Linked DNA regions of Mus musculus: region 2 is linked to region 1. Evidence: chromatin contacts called from public HiChIP or PLAC-seq data. All regions are on one chromosome and are shown on one strand. Each heading gives the region's core, a stretch centred on a gene start, on an enhancer-like site or on the middle of the called end of the contact. The rest is flanking DNA. Distances are from core to core; before and after follow the strand shown.

Region 1 (5,341 bases), core at 1,893-4,392:
GCTTTTTCTACCATGATTTGGATTGTAAGAAGAAAAAAAAAAGCAAACCAAAACCTTTTTATAAACCTATTGTGTCTGCGAGCCCCCTTCATCACTTGCAGGCAACAAGACTTTGTCCTAAGGAAGTTACCTCCACTTGTATTTAAAAAGGCACACCATGTAACAAGATCTTGAGATCCAAGTTTTGATGTGCCGAAGCCAGTCAGAAAGGATGCAGCGTAGTTAGAGGAAGAGGTGGCAGTTCCCGTCTCCCTTGACCAAAGCTATTAGGCCCAATTCAAGGTTAAGATGTAAGTTTGTAACAGCTTAGCTCTGTGTGTTATCTACAAGCTGGTAGACAAGAAAACTTCCCAGTTTTTGTCCACTGATGTTTTGCCAGATGCTGGGATGCATATGTTACCACAGTTAGCTAGCAAGAAGCAGAGAAAAGTCTCACTAATTCGTGACCCCTGACTACTATGCAGATTCAGCTTAGGGAAGGAACACCTTGCTCCCATTTCAGGGAGCAAATCCATTCTGAGTTCTTTAAAGACTGTAGGTGACAAAGCCCTGGCTATTAGTGTCTGGTTAAACTGCTTTTCCCACAAACATGGACATTAGTGTCAGCATTAACTTCTTCCACGGTGATCGAATGGCTAGCTCTCCTTTATACACTACTTCTGAACTCAGCTGCATCTTCTCTTTTAAGCAAGAAACGAAACCCCTTTCTAAAGGCACCATCAGATTTCACCTTGGACTTCACTGCCAGCGTGACAGACATCACGCGGCTATCACTGGTTGCAAGGGATTCTGGGAGAAAATTTTTCAAGACTGAGAAGGGAAGTCAGGGGAGGGAGATCTGCTTGGAAACAGGTGCTGGCTTAGCCAGGCAACAGTATTAGCCACAGAGGTTTGGTTGGTCAGGAAAATACCAGTAGAACTTCATCATCCAATGTGTCACCCATGCCACAGACGCTAAGAAAGTCAAAGAGCAATTAAAGTTGGCTGCAAAAGCTTGGAATTAGGGGGTGTCCTGCCATCTTTAGAAACTATCTGCTTCTATCATTTTAAAGATGGGAAATACTTTTCCTAATAAATGAGTCCAGGTAGAGTGTAAAAGTTATACAACTTTTACAGTCATTCCTTTAATTATGTTATTTTTTAGCTAGCTTTATAAACTATTAATATCTTCTGGTTTATGGTTAACATATCAAAAACATAATTTTAAAGCCATTTTTTAAAACTGAACTGAAATTTGTCCTTGAGTAGAAAGCAGGGAAAAATTCTATTCTAAAAAAACTTATAATAGAATGCTTGCATGTATAATCCACTTTTCAGTTTGTTTGTACTGCCTTTTCTGAGCCTTTATACAACTTTAATTGTTTTTGTTGTTGCTGTTGTTCTGTTTTTCTATTTTTAATCATAGCACTCAAACTTGGAAAACCTGTTAAGGCAACTACATGGGATGTTTAAAAAAAAAAATCCAGTTAACATATTGCTATGGAAACCAGGAAATAGAAACAGCACGCTAATCATTCATTTAGACAACTACGGTGTGTGTGTGTGTGTGTGTGTGTGTGTGTGTGTGTGTGTGTGTGTGTGTAAAATCCATCTATTCACCTTCTATTGAAAGATGTTATAAACTTTCAAGCTAATCAAGATGGCTTTTTAAAGGCCAGGGGCCTTGTAACCAGTAACACCAGAGTTTCAGAATGAGCCACAACCTTCATGAATAGCGTGATATTTGGAAGGACCCGCTTGAATCAAGTTTGCTTGGCTGGAACCCCTGGACATAGTATAGACCCTTGAAGGAGATTTGAGAACTGGGTTCTAACCCTGGCTTTCTTAATACCAGCTGTGTGAGCTTCCTAGGAATTCGTACGGGCTGTTTTATTCATCTGCAAAATGATTCCGTGCAGGCCTCCAAAACTGTAATAGGAACTTTCCTTTTCCATCAAACTGAGGAGTGGTGAGGTAAACTGCTCTTGGGACTGAAATAGCTCTGTCTAGTGTCTGGTAATGTACTGAACACATACATAGCGCAGTTATAAGAAATGTATGAGACCTTCCTTGTCTTTGCTCTGTGTGTAAGACGTGTCCCCTGCACCTGTATAGTGGCTGTGGCTTGAATGACTCTCAAAGTTACTTCTATACATACCTCTATGTCCATTATCGAATCAGCTCTTCTGACAATTGGAAAGAACTCCTATTCTAAAAGGCAATGGATTCCTTAGATCCTTTCACCTTATTGTATCCTTGTAGGGAAATGCAAAATTTTAGAAACGATTCTAATAAACGAATCTTCCTAAGTAAATCCTTTTCAATTTCTTTTAATATTCGAGATTTGAACTTATGTGTTGGATTTGTTAGTTGCTATTTGTCTATGTAACCGCCTTGTGTCCATTTGTCTATTTAATTACCCTGTGTCCAGCTATGAGGAAAAAAAAGTGAAAATTAACCAGAAGCCTCCCCTGGGTTAAACTCCTGGGGTTCTTCCAGAAATCTGAGAAATTATACTAGGGGGATAATGATTGCAAAATGAAATCATTGGGACAATCCGTCCATGCACTCCCAACATTGTCTGTGACAATGAGCGCCTTGTTTCCGTGGCGCCTAGATCTCTGTCCACGCGGGTGAGTGCGGGGCCGCCACCTCGGGCGTGAGAGAGGCTGCAGCTCCGGGGTGCGCCAGGGGGTGCGTGCGCTTTGCGCGGGTGACTTTGGAGCACCAGGAGGGGGAGACTCGGGGCCACTGATCTCCCTCTGCGCTGGCTTCAGACTCCAGAACTGGAGGAGGAAGAGAAAGCGCATAGCTGGGGAGAGGGAAACTTCTCCACCTAGAAAGTTTCACCTTGCCGAGGGCGGGGGGTGGGGCGGGGCTTGAGGAAGTGCGACCCCCCGGGCTAAGCGTACTGGCTGCGGGAAGGGCGGGGACGCCAACCCCCCCCCCCCCAACCCTCCAAGGGTGGTGCCAGTCCCCATCTCGGGCCCCAGGAGGGACCGTTGGGGACAAACCTAGAGCGACAGGGACGAACAGACACGTGCTGGGGCGGGTACCCGGGTCTCTTCGCCTCCAGCCCGGACGCGCCCGGGCGCCGCTGTTGCCCGGCTGAGTCACGGGCCGGGCAGGGCGCGTGTGGGAAGGGGCGGAGCAGTCCGAGGGCGCTCGGCGGGGTTCGGCCCGGGCCGCAGGTGACCCGGACGGCCTCGCCGCCCGCAGCGTCCGAGCCCGGGTGACCCTGTGCGGAGCCAGATGCTGGGCGACCGCTGACTCGCTGGAGAAGGGCGGAGCGCGCGGGTGGTCCCCAGCCGGCTGACTTCGGCGCCGCGCGCTCCGGGCACCCCAAGGTACAAACTCCAGCCGCGTCGATCAGGCACCCAGCCTCTCCCAGCCCCTCTGCTTTCTTTGTTCCACTAAGGGAACTGGCTACTGCTCTGGAGGACAAGACCACCGAGGTGGGTGCGAGCCCGGGGGCTTAGGAAACTGAAGGTATGGGGTCGGGGAGGTGCAAACTAGAATTGAGCTTGTCGCTTTAGAAGGAGTGTTGTTGACGGCCACCTGTGTGACTCAGGGGCGCCAAGAGCATTAGGTGCTCCAGGGCTGCTGTAGCTCTGCAAGTTTCACCTCTGGGATCTGACTCAGCCCTTACAGAAGGGATCGGTCACCCTGTCCAGGGTGATACAGCCGGCAAGGTTTGAGCCCAGCTATTTCCTTGTTCCTAGTCTTGCTTTATCTGCCTTGAGGGAGCGCGCGAGGAGGGGGTGGGGGTGTCTTTCTCAAGGGCAGGTGTTTCTGGGATGGTCTGAATTTTTTATTCCTGGCAAACACACGGAGGGTGTGATCCATCATTTTCTATCCCACTTTATCTTTTTTTTTTCCTGGGACTCAGTGGAGGTGAAATACATTATAACCAGAGGTCAGGTAGTCTGGCTAGTAGCGGTGTAATTATTAAAAGACCAAAGAAAGTACAATGCAGAATTTATTCCAAACTGTGGTTTCCCATTTCCTACCTTTTTATGTTTAGAAGAGCCATTTGCTAATTTGGCAGTTGGCAGGGGTTCTAGGGGCTCACGCATGAATGCTCGTCCAGTGGCTTTTCCCTTATCACAGGCTTCTGTTCAAAGCAGCTCTGGGGCAGAATGAAAAATTGTCAACTTTCTTAAGCAAAATAATCAGGAGGCTCTAATGGCCAAGTTAAAACGGTCCATGACTATGAGGAGATTGTAAACGCTGTAACTGGATAGAATATAGACAGAATTTTAGGAAGACTGTCAGCATTTTGTAGCATTGGGTGGAGGTTTATTCTGTCGCTTCCAGCAGCCAGCCACACACACACACATTGCCATGCAAATGGATTCAGCAGAACGTTATTTTCCTTTATAGCTCAACTATTATAGCTGACTAATGAATTTCCTCTGCATGGAGATGATCTGAAAACGATGTACACGGTGTTTCCCTTTGCTACTGGGACATAAATTGTGCTTTTATGCCCCAGTGTTAGTGTTGCCCGGATTATTTACAGGTATATAGCTTTCCTCTCCAGCTGGAAGCTTCCTCGGCTTTGTTCACAAGTGTAAATTTCCACTGTGGAGCAGGAGTGGGTTCTGTTACACATTGCAGACTTGTCACTGTCATTTCAGGTTGTGATATACTCACTGTTTATCTCCTCTGAGCAGATAAATAACACACATGAGACGTACAACTTCAATAAGAAATTTGATGGTACCAAAAATGTGTTCCTACATAGTGCAATAGGTGCTTTAAAATTTGTGGTCAGTTTTCAAACTCAGCAGGGCCTCAGTCAATAGTTATTAACTTAGCCACATTCCGCTGTAAGCAAGATGGATTTATGGCATGTCGAGGATGATCAGGCAAGTACTGCCTTTCCCGAGACTGCTTTGTTCTTGATCATTGGCAACAGGGAACTTACGCCAGAGATGCACTACTGGCTTTGTGGATCTGAGGGCAAGCTTTATCTGTAAAATTAAAAAGTATAAATAACAGGCAGTTGATACGGAAGTCTAACATTTGTACTCCTTTTAAGTCAATAATGAGAGGAAAATAAAGTGTTTATAGCTTATCTCAAAAAGGCAAATACCTACAGTTTATGATTTCTAAGACCATGTAAACAGTGTCCCATATTTGTCTTAAACTTTTTAAAAAAAAAAATGAGGATTGCACTTAGAATTATATTTGAAAAGTCAATTTACAAAGCTGTTGATGGAAATAATTAGTTCAAAATAGGATGAGTCTGATTTTTCTCTTACAAGTTTATGTAATAAGGTAAAGGTTTTCTCAGAACAAAGAGGATAACACAGAAGGGGCTGAAGCTCTGTGTGGCTGCCCCAGTGACACTGGACAT
Region 2 (5,341 bases), core at 1,537-4,036, 190 kb after region 1:
CTGGGTTGGGAATTTCAACATTTGTGATTTGTGATTTCAACATTAGTGATTTGATTTTATATTGGTGTCTTTATATTTATTATTATTATTGTAATAATTATAGTCTTAAAGTATAAAACTTTATTATTAAGTGGAAAATGTTTACTAGATATCATAGAATGGTATCAATTTAATAGAATACAGTTTTGTTCTGTATATAATTTTTCATACATTGGGTTTTTGCTACACACATATAAATAATTACCTAGTAAGTATATTCTTCACTCATTAGAGAAACCTTCTTGAGTCTGTCTCGTCACTATTAGCTGAGTTTCTGCTGTGGGTTTTTATCATAGTCTTGCCACTTTTCTGTTTCCAGTCATCACACTGCATGACTCATTGTATGTACTACTGTCACACTATTCTTTAGAGACACCTCTAGAACTGCCTTGCCTCTCAAAATACTCATTCTGTCTTCAAGACCATTCAGGGTTTGGTGAGATAGCTTAGTGGGTAGTGGTACTTGCTACCCAGCAATGCAAGCCTAGTGACCCGAGTCCAGTCTCCTGAACCCGTGTACAGGGACAGAGAGAACCAGCTCTATAAAGCTGTCCTATGACCCCCACACTTACAGCCTCACAAGCCTCATCACATTCAAGCACAATGATAATAAACAGTTTTTAAAAACCTTCCAGTTCAACTCAGTAAATACTGATGAGCAGCTGGTTGGTTCTTCCTGTGACATTGGACCACTTTTATGGTCCTTCTATTTAAAACATTCTTTTTCCCCCATTATCCCGCTTCCCTCCCAATGCTTTCTCTTTTTTGTGTGTTCATTTATTCATTTAAATGTGTGCATGTGCAGAAGCCTGAGATTGACATGGGGTCTCTGTCTCTCTTGCTCTCCACCTTATGTTTTGAGTCAGGGTGTTGTGCTGAAACTGAAGCTCGCACCTTTAGTTAGACCTACTGCCCAGTTGACCCTGGCATTAGCCTGCTTCTCTCCCCTACCATTGGGGCTATAGAAATGCAGTGCTCTGTCTTTTACTAGGTTCCTAGAGATCTGAATGTAGGTCCTCATGCATGCTCAATAAAACCCATTATGCCATCTCCCCTGAACCATCTCCCACTTTCTTTTTCTTAGTATCACATTCATGAAATTATACTAGAGTGTTTTTTCTTTTGCCTGAATAGTTTAATTCCTTGAAAATGTGTTAGTAATTCTCAAATGTTACTTTCTATTTTTTGCTACTACTTGATAATCTCTGTGTATTCTCTTATGTATTCAACTAAAAGACCTTTGACAATAGGAACTGCTTGAGTATCACGGTACCTAGTTGTTTATTAATAATTTCTTAAATAGTTGTATATCTGCATTATATATTTATAATCATTGCTTTCAGGTTCTTACATAAGAGGCCATGGCATGTATTTACTGGTTATATTTTATTTACCAAGTTAAAAGATGCATATCATTACTTGGTTTTTAAAACAGCCATATCTGTATTTTAACTGTAGTTAATAAAAGATAGGTAAAATAGTTACAGTTTTATCAACCACACGTGTATAGATTAACTGGCAGGTGATTATTTAAAACATTACTACAATTTTAAGTAATTGGCCTTTTTCTCTTTTAGTGCATTTGCACAGTATAACCTGGACCAGTTTACACCAGTAAAAATTGAAGGCTATGAAGATCAGGTATGTTTCATAAAACACCAAATCACACTGCTCTTTGTTTCGTTTATAAAAATGTATCCTGAAAGAATTGTGAGATGGTGTAACATTACTCATTTTAATTGAAGGCATTTAATGACAAAAAAATAGAAATGGTCATTTTTATTTTTGTAAGTAGTAGTATCAGAAAGTCAGGTGTAGTGGTTGGTTCTAATACCCCCTTTTGTCTCCATGGGCACCTGCATTCACATCAACAGGCATACTCATGCATGCACATAATTGCACACTAGTTGCTGCTTCATTTCTCCAGAGATCTAATTAGTTACCATTACAAACAGTACTACATCAAGTGACGTTGTAGTCCTGGTAACATTGACAGTGGTTTTCTTTAGATAAATCCCTAGAAGAAAATTGCTGCACTAGTGAATATATCTTTTAAAAATGTTTAATAGCTGCTAAAGTCATTAACAAGGTATCACAATTTTAATACTTAAAACCAAAAACCTTTAAAAAGTGGTGTCTACTAATTTTTCCCATGAACACATATTTAAAAACTTGAAAGATAGTAACAAGTAAGGGCCAGTGAGATGGTCTTGGGTACAGGCACTGCTGTACAAGCCTGATGACCTGACTGTCAGCAGCTGTCCTCTGATCTCATTTGCTGTGTCTCACATTAGTTTTTAAAAGTATCCATTGTAAATAAGAACAATGATAAGGATTTACAACAAAACTTCACCATTTTTAATGGTGCTTTCCTCTTCTCCAGAAAACACTTGTAAATAAAGAGGTGACATACCAGTAATAGATTTGTGGATTAAATTACACTATTAACATCTTAGGATATTATGCAACTATTAAAGAGGATAGTGAGAGATAGCTGGTAGACTTTGAGGGGTTTCCATAGACGTTTATGTATAGAAAAAGTCAGGTATGTTTGGATTAAGGAGAAAGCCAGACCACCTAGCCTGCTGTGGCTAAAGGGTAAAACTTGAGGGTACAATCTCCTGGCTTGTCCCCAAGTGAAGGGGATGCAGCCTGCCACAAAGGAGCTTGAGGTTTTGAAGGGTGCTTCTAGTTGGGCAGAGAGAGGCAAGAGAGCATTAAGGAGAAGGAACAGGGGGTCCTTTGGCTGTTAGGATTGCAGGAAGCTGTGGTCAAGTTCTGTTGAGTCAAGGGTTTAGCCGACTTCTAAGAAGTAGAGAATGTTCAGTTTCCATTTCCCCAGTGAGGCGGGGTCCACACCATCATCCTCCTTGGTGCCAAAGCTCTGGGCCAACCCAACAAAGTTCATAAAATTATGTATGTTTGTATATGCACTTTTATCATTCTTTGAAAACAGTGGCCCACAAACCGTGTGTGTGTGTGTGTGTGTGTGTGTGTGTGTGTGTGTGTGTGTGTGTGTGTGTAAGTAGATAGGTGTGTCCATATTTATCTAATGTGGCATTTTTATGACCAAAACATTTTCGAAAAACCTACATGCTATATTGTCAGCACAATTTCTATCAAATGGATGGGAAAGTCTTGTAGACAGCTACAAGAGGAGAAAGGTGTTTGTTTGTTTGTTTGTTTGTTTAGTAAGATACAAAATAGAGCGTCTACTCATATTTCTTAAATGCACATAAATGCATAAATTATGTTTTAAAGTTCTGGAACTTAGTAGTAGTGATTAGTTTTTAAGAAACAAGCACATTTGGGGAACAGAAAGTCTGTGCCAAACAAATCAGGGCTAAAGAGCTGCCTCATTGGTTGAAAGCCATCAGATGGATATGGCCTGGTTTGTAAGGACTCATGACTGCTATCAGAAATAGTAAGCTGCCTCTTTGAGTGGGTAGTGGATGGTCACCTCCAACACTGTATAGTAGGAAATAATTTTCCCCACTCAATATCCAAAAATTGTCTGGAGAGATACACTAATGTACACTAGTTGAGAATAGCCTCAGTATCCTGTGGCCTACTCTTTTAAATACATTTTCACAGTTTAGTTTAAGCAGTTGTTTCAGTGTAATGTACAGTTTTAGGAAGGTCTTAAGCAAGTGTTTATTACTGTGTGTCCATGTTAATATTTTTTCCTAAATTTATTTGAAAATTGAAGGTTTTGATAACAGAACATGGAGACTTGGGAAATGGAAAATTTTTGGATCCAAAAAACAGAATCTGTTTCAAATTTGATCATTTAAGAAAGGAAGCAACTGATCCAAGGCCCTACGAAGCAGAAAATGCCATTGAATCCTGGAGAACTTCAGTAGAAACTGCACTGCGAGCTTATGTAAAAGAGCATTATCCGAATGGGGTCTGCACTGTGAGTCGTCAGTGGGCAGTTCTTCCCTGTTGTTTCTTATACAGATGTGCCAGTTTATATAATTCCTTGAAACTAACAGTAATATAGAACTACCAGCTTATAGCATCTAACTTTTTTCTTTCAAGAATATTTATCTTTCTAAAAAATATATTATGATAGCCCCAAATGGTAAACTAATTGTATGTTAAATTCAGACAGACACTGGATTGAAGGTTATGATGGTCCTTTCCTTAGTCATCTGTCCATATTCAGCTTAAATTAACTTTTATTTAGTTATAAAAATCTTAGAGAATCATTTTGTGTTTAATTTCCTGTTGTTTTAATGTTATTTGTTCATTGATTTAACCTACTTTTTCAGAATGAAATATTATAGTATAACTAAATGGTTTTTGTTTTTGAACTTTGCTAAGACTGTTTGGATCCAGATAGGCTCTTTAGCACCTGAGTTTGGTCTTCTCCATAGCCATAGGGATCTTTGGAAATGCAGATAAGATCCAGAAAAATCCTCTGCTTGGAATCTTTCAGAGATTAGGATTACTTAATTAGGGTAGAGTCTGGGCATCATAGAAAGATTGTGAAGCCATGTGGCCTTGGTTCTGTTTACCTATCCTACCTACTATATATCATAGTTTATGCCCACTTTCTATGATATCTTACAGATATTTAAAGGTTGACATTGTTTGGCTTTAACTAAACTCACTATTGTCCTTGTTTTCTTTGCCAATAAGGTGTATGGCAAAAAAGTAGATGGGCAGCAAACCATTATTGCATGCATAGAAAGCCATCAGTTTCAAGCAAAAAACTTTTGGTAAGTTAAAGTTTTATGCACTTAATTTTAACAGTGTTTATATTCTTCCATGTTTATATAACTCAGACTGTACCTTCTGTGTGTGACTGTGTTACTAAGAGCAATATAAACTTGATAACTAAAACTGCTGCCCTTGGAGAGTTTGAAAGATATTTGCTTCATAGTGCTCATCTGAGGCATTGGAGTGCAGTAAACGGATGGCATTCACCAGAGAGTGTGGGAGAGAGAGCACAGTGATTTGGGAAGGGAACTGGCAGCAACCTCAGCCAGCATGTGTGCTTGAAAACAAACCAGGTGGCACCCCATCTGCTCACTCTGAAAATGGGGTGCTCCTGAATCTTACTCAAGAGGGGAGGACAGAGCAGTGAAAAAACTAAGAACCAGGAGTCTTCTTTGAATTTGGGAACTTTAGGTTAGGTGGAATTTTATTTATTTATTTATCTATTTATTTATTTATTTGTGGACATTGTTTTGTTGGACAGTGTGAGAAGGTAGACTTACAATCATGCTAACTGCATACATACCAGTTGTTTGTACAAAAACCTGTGTTCCCCATGTTCTTTTATCAGATGTTTAGG

What was found. HiChIP or PLAC-seq counts read pairs in DNA pulled down with a chosen protein or histone mark.
Region 2: a contact with region 1 is called in an H3K4me3 HiChIP or PLAC-seq map of bone marrow-derived macrophages, with 3 times the contacts expected there. The contact joins the enhancer-like site here to the promoter of Met in region 1. A contact is called at or near these places in 2 of 39 promoter capture datasets (both in the 3T3-L1 cell line), 1 of 484 Hi-C or Micro-C datasets (nephron progenitors), 1 of 115 datasets of contacts at active chromatin or transcription factors (bone marrow-derived macrophages) and 1 of 9 other capture datasets (adipose tissue).

What each region holds. Positions count from the first base shown.
Region 1 is chr6:17,460,815-17,466,155 of GRCm38.p6, forward strand. Met (met proto-oncogene) reads left to right here and starts at 3,143. Exons shown (of 22, transcript NM_008591.2): 1 at 3,143-3,434.
Region 2 is chr6:17,652,490-17,657,830 of GRCm38.p6, forward strand. Capza2 (capping protein (actin filament) muscle Z-line, alpha 2) reads left to right here. Exons shown (of 10, transcript NM_007604.3): 4 at 1,617-1,680; 5 at 3,749-3,955; 6 at 4,684-4,763. Among named protein-coding and RNA genes, the nearest start is that of Capza2, 18 kb to the left of the region's middle. Within about 2 kb of position 2,787, at least 28 of the 459 cell types and tissues checked have an H3K27ac peak or open chromatin away from gene starts, as enhancers often do. A contact at or near this core is called in bone marrow-derived macrophages, where this site is marked.